Linked DNA regions of Gasterosteus aculeatus: region 2 is linked to region 1. Evidence: chromatin contacts called from public Hi-C data. All regions are on one chromosome and are shown on one strand. Each heading gives the region's core, a stretch centred on a gene start, on an enhancer-like site or on the middle of the called end of the contact. The rest is flanking DNA. Distances are from core to core; before and after follow the strand shown.

Region 1 (2,926 bases), core at 175-2,674:
ACTGATACTGCATCATTGACACATTTGACAGTTGTGTGCTTTGCTCAAGGGCACCATCGCTATTGAGGAAGCTCATTATTTCTACTTGGAATTTGGTCAAGGGGGGCAGATACCATCGAGTCCTGCAGCAGGTCCTCCAGTTTGCTCAGTCTGCTGTTCCTGTCACAGGTGTACTGTCTCTTGATGGTTTCCTGGAGCTGGCGCAGGTACGACTCGCAGTCCCGAGCATCGCCCATGAACTGACACGGGAGACAAGAATATTTGACGTTATGCCTCTGAGGGGGCCAGTGGAGGACGGTGAAGAGGAGTGATTTGGTGCGCAGGTCTGATAACAAGGAGTGAGTTGTCACCTCACCTGGAAGTACGCCGTGTTGTCTTTGAGATGCTGCTCCACACACATGCACAGCTGGTTCACCCACTGCCACTGGGTCTGCAGGGCTGCGCTGTACGCCTGAAAGCACACAGAGAGGGGGGGGGGTCACGCTGCAGCTACAGGGAGCTTCAAAAGGGTCGCTGCGACGCATCAACGGGGATGTCGATTGCCACACATTCAGAGTCGGCAGGCAGCGTCTGGCACTGGGTTCTTTTTACAACTGTGCAGTGATCCGCGGTGGCAGAGAACAAGCAAAGTGGAACATGGAGCATGAAGGGCAACTCCCAGTCATCACAATGACAAATAATATATAGTATATTAAAAGAATATACATTCTAGTTCAGTATTTAACCATTTATTTACATAATATGCGGTAAGCTGCAAGCTCCGTCGCCATGTTGAGAGGTAATTTATATGCTTTATATGCTCCCTAATCAAGCACCTTAAAGGCATGAGTGTTTGTTTTGGCTCCACAGTATATTATTGACTTATTAAAGGAAGTTATTTAAACTTACTTTTATAGAAAAGTTTTTATTTAAAGAATGCAACGAAACAAAACACAGCCGGGTATTTCAGGTTGAAGTGCTCCAACAAAAGGCAGCATCTTGAAAGGTCATCCGGTCTCAGAGAATAAAGTCACCTCCACAGTCTGTTTGGCTGGATGGTTCTCCTGACACAGCCGGTTGGCCGTTTCCTGCAGCGACCGCATCACATCTCGTTTCTCATCCAGCTCTAACCTCATTTCCTGCAAACAGAACAGGAAAAGACGGGTGGTTACACTAGATTACAGGTTTCTCATTTTTTATTGTACGCCACCAGCCTGTCTTGTGTGCATGTCAACGCAACCCGTGTGTGTAAAAAACATATGTTTTGTGTATGCATGCTTGTGTGTGAGCGCCTCCCCCACTCACGCTGTATAACTCTCTCTTGGCGTTCATGCCGGGGTTGTTGTCGCTCCAGTCGAAGGCGATCTCCTCCTCCTCCCTCTCGTTGAGCCAGATCAGCTCCTCGGTGCAGTGCGCCACAAACGCGTGTAAGCTCTCCAAGCTCCGCAGGCGCCACGACGAATGTTCCTATGGCAACCACACAAACAAACATCATCCTCACGCTGATCAGCAGTGCAGAGGAATAAAAACATTTTTTAAGAACATCCTCTGCCCTCTGGTTGTTGGTTAGGTGGTTTTGGCGTGCTCGCAGGGATTATAGAAAAGATCACCGTGACAACGAGAAACGTGGCGACATATTAGTCAAAGTTTAGCACAGAGAGTATATGGATCACTCAATTACTCAGGAGGGCAATTCAAATGTATAATGTATCCATGTTTTTTGGATGAATCAGGCTCCAAATGATATCTGAATAAATCCCTCTTTAAAAACTTGTATGATACAGAAAGGAGCTGTGGCCTTTTTAAAATCATTTTCACATGTGTTTTCATAACAACGATATTAATTAAAACCCATTATTCCATAAAATGTTATTTTGTGAATTCCCGGATGATTCATAGATTGTTTCATGGTCTCGCTAATCACCAATACATCTACTCTTATTATAGTATAATTAGTATATTATTATATTAACTTGCACTTGCATCCAGATATACGCACATGCACACAAAACTGTAAAACCTCAAATGAGGTTCACCAAAAATACCAGAAATATATTAGGAGGCAAGAAGGGACAAAGAAACCAAAGGAAACTGGGGGAGGGGCGCGGCTTTGGGGGGAGGGGCGCGGCTTTGGGGAGAGGAGCAAAAAGAGAGCATACGAGGCAGAAGAGTCCCGTCATGGTATAAAGGGATTAAAGGGGATGAACTGGGAGACAAATAAGTGTTTCCACTAAAACACACAGTTTACACACGGTTCTTGCTCAGAGACTGACCAGTAGTTTGCAGTATTGGTGCTCCAGCTTGGCCAGGGTTTCACAGTAACTGCTCTTGAAGTTGGGGGACACTTTAGCCTGGAACAGAGGACAGTAGAGCATCGTCACAAACCCGTGGCTCTGGGCCCAAAGACCTCCGTGTTGGTGCATGCAGGATGTGTGCGCACCTCGTAGGCCCGAGCCTCCTGCAGGCTGCTCATGAGCTCTTCCACTGCGCCGTGTACGGCGTTGTGCTCCTGGAGGTTGTTTTCTACGGAGGGGAGGTCGGCGCCCCACTCGGCACGCTCCAAAAGGTCCTGGATTCCAGAGAGCAGAAAAATATTTCTTCTTTAATCCCACTGGAATGTTTACAGCGTTTATGTTGTCATGGTAATATTCATGTTTTGTTTTTTTAATCTCTTGCAGTTACATACTTTATATTATAGGATAATTAAATAATAATGCTTTACAAAAAATGATTACTGCTTTTTTGAGTAAGACATTACATTTTTTTGGAAAAAGGTGGTGAAAATGTGAGAATTTGCTGCTTTTTTTCCCCTTTTTATAGAATAATAGACTAACTAACTGTTAACATTTCATATGCACAATTGAACAACCAAGACAAGCAAAGGAGTCAAAAGTGAAAATAATCTCGTACTGTATACTCTCATATCACAGCTACATTGCTGACCTGC
Region 2 (2,926 bases), core at 216-2,715, 64 kb after region 1:
ACAGAGCAGGTCCTGCAGGGTCACAGCCTCATTATAGCACCGACGAAGGGCAGGAGACGTGAGGGGTGAAAACCTGCAGCCTCACCGTAGGACGTCCTACTGGAACAGACAGGGCTTAGGGTTGGTTTACTGGGTCGGGTCGCTCACGGTCTCCTCCCGACTGCAGTAAACCCACACATCTACAGACCTACAAACTCCAGTACTGATTGTAATGTCAACAACGCTGGACTCCGATCACTGACCTAAGATCAGTTCTGTGTTGAGGGGTCCAAAAGGCCAAAAAAAGACCAAAAGTCCTACTACCTGCAGAGGAACCCTGACCCATTTACCACTTAATCATTAGAAACATCAAATGCATCTCGCTGTGTGCCAATAAAACAGACCTGGTCTGTTTAACAGCTGATACGTTAACATTTATGCCCTGCCATGCAACACACCTGCTGCAGGAAAAAACTATTTGAGCCAAAGACCCTCGAGAGATGCGTTGCGCTGGACATACAGATAAGAAGTCTGCATAGTTTGGCCCAGATGTGTTCCAGATCTTGCCACGTTTTTTCACTTCCCTTCAACAGAAGCCTCATTTTAGGGCCAAAAAGCAGCAGCGTGTCCCCATAACAAAGATATAACAAGCTGTCACGGAAAACTGCTTCTTCTTCTGTGGTCCTACACGTGTCTTACGGATACTTTATTGTCGGGACTGAAGAACTGCAGATCATGTGAACCTTTGCCGATAACACAAACGATCCTCAAGGAGGACTTTATTATAATGATAAATCATTTAAAGCAACATCACATCAGTGAGGCTGCCTGAGGCCCCATTATCTCACACACACACACACACACACACACACACACACACACACACACACACACACACACACACACACACACACACACACACACACACACACGTCAGCGTCCTGTTTACAGGGCAAACAGCGGACACAGGGCAAAACAAGCGTTGGGTGGAGGAGACATCAGCGGGAGATGCAGATCGGAGCCCTGTTCTGTTCGGTTTATGCAAACAGAGAAACCCTCCAGGTCATGAAAGCGGCAGACAAGCTTCGGCCAGAAGATCAACTTCCAGACACACGCCTCAAGGCTTTTTAGCCAAAGTATTTTCATATTCTCTCAGCATTCCTGTAATGTTCCCAGAGCGACATTATGAACACAGTATAAGTTAAGCGTGGACTTAAATTAGTTGTTTATTTGGGGCTTAGCGGTGAAACCATTATATTGGCTGTAACATTTTAATCTGGATGCATTTTTACGAAGATGAGGCACATGTTTTGTTTTTTTTTAAGTGTCACCTTTACCTTTATATCGCTCCAACACGTCCTCGTACGCCTGGGCGAACTCCTTCTCCTGGGACCGGTTCGTCGGCAAGAGCCCCGGTGTGAACCCGGCCATGGTGGATGTGCGAGCCGGGCAGGCAGTGGAGTGGAGGGGGGGGGTCGGCCTGCAGACTACCGCAGTGACTCCGGCTCCTTCCGCTCTGCGTCCCACACAACACCACCTTGCGAGGGACTAACGAATCCGATGCATTGACGCACAGAAAGAGCCTCGTACCTCACTTCCGAGCTTAGATAATCCTTGCGGGGGGGGGGGACTTAAGACAATACAAAAGGACAACAAAAGCCAGGAGTCTGGCGACGTGGGAATGTGTTTGGATGAAGGTTACATAAAGGCTCTATCCATTGCCGCGGCGTGCGGGACACACAGCGGCATCACCCGGCGGGGCTTCTCCGACCAGTCCCTCCTTTAATATCGGCGTCCACCCGGTGACTGCTGCGCTGTGCTCCTCCTGTGTGTGTGTGAAGGAGTAAATCCCTCACACCCCAGCTGAGAGTCCCTAGAGGAGAGGGGGGGGGCAGTGTGTCCGTTTCCGTCCCCAAAATGAGCGGAGCTCCCCTGGCTCGCTATCCCGGGCTGTGTCGGCGTCCTGCGGATCCGAGGCGAGCCGCCTGAGCTCCAGCGTGCTTCCCCGCCGTAATGGCCGCTTCTATCCCAGGCTTTGCGGTCTCCGCCTCGGTGCGAATGTGCGCGTCTTCGTTTCTCCCTCCGTCTCCCTCCCTCCCGGTCTCGCGTCTGCTCAGGTTCCTCGGGCTTTTCCCCCGCAGTGGCGGTCTTCCATCTCTCTCTGTCGGCCGCGCCAGGAACCTCCGCCACAGGAATCCCCGGAGCCGGCGGTGAAGTAGCGGCAGCTAGCTTACAGGCTGCCGGGGAAATGGAGCTGGAGCGCCCCCAGATGGTCACCACGGCTCGGCGGTCGGCAGGCCGATTGAAATGATCATTCAATTAACGTTAAACTGCACCGTATAAAACCAATTCACACCCACCACGTGTCGTATTATTGGTTATATTATGAAGAGCGGGTCAATTCCGTTATGTTACACCGGCGGGAATGGCGGTTCGCGTTGGCCTCCTGAATCAATTCTCTGTTAAAAGTAAGAAGGTGACTCGGTGTTTGGTCTTTCTGTCGGCTGTTATTAGACATCTGTTGCAGACGAAGAATTGAAACTTTAAATTAAAGAGAAATACTTTAAATGATTGTATGAGCTATTTGTCGGAGAACCGTTGATGAGACGGAGAATCCAATATGGCGGATCTCCTGCCAATACGTTTTCTTTATATAATTATTGGCGGCTGTGACAATAATACAGGCAATAACATTAGTACACAGCTGGTAACGTACAAGCAGGCAAACAAATCAGGGCAGAAACACAACACATGGTTTGGATCCATTTCCTTGAGTACAGTTTGCACAATTCTACTATCAAAATCAAATGATACTGCTTGCACTGCAACAAAATGTTGGCATTTATTTGTTTTTATTTATTTTTCATATGAATACTGTGCAATGCAACACTAACTAAAGCTGTCAAATGAATGCAGTGTGGTTAAAAAGTAAACTATTTGCTTCCAA

Evidence for each region. Hi-C and Micro-C count contacts between places; a contact is called where the count stands out from the background.
Region 2: a contact with region 1 is called in a Hi-C map of skeletal muscle, with 6 times the contacts expected there. The contact joins two enhancer-like sites. A contact is called at or near these places in 3 of 6 Hi-C or Micro-C datasets (liver and skeletal muscle).

The regions. Positions count from the first base shown.
Region 1 is chr10:3,588,032-3,590,957 of fGasAcu3.hap1.1, forward strand. macf1a (microtubule actin crosslinking factor 1a) reads right to left here. Exons shown (of 109, transcript XM_078080751.1): 16 at 2,923-2,926; 17 at 2,420-2,548; 18 at 2,253-2,330; 19 at 1,285-1,446; 20 at 1,014-1,118; 21 at 356-451; 22 at 114-239. Among protein-coding and RNA genes, the nearest start is that of macf1a, 78 kb to the right of the region's middle. Within about 2 kb of position 1,425, at least 3 of the 9 cell types and tissues checked have open chromatin away from gene starts, as enhancers often do.
Region 2 is chr10:3,651,681-3,654,606 of fGasAcu3.hap1.1, forward strand. All of the region lies in intron 2 of macf1a (microtubule actin crosslinking factor 1a), which reads right to left. Among protein-coding and RNA genes, the nearest start is that of macf1a, 14 kb to the right of the region's middle. Within about 2 kb of position 1,466, at least 8 of the 9 cell types and tissues checked have open chromatin away from gene starts, as enhancers often do.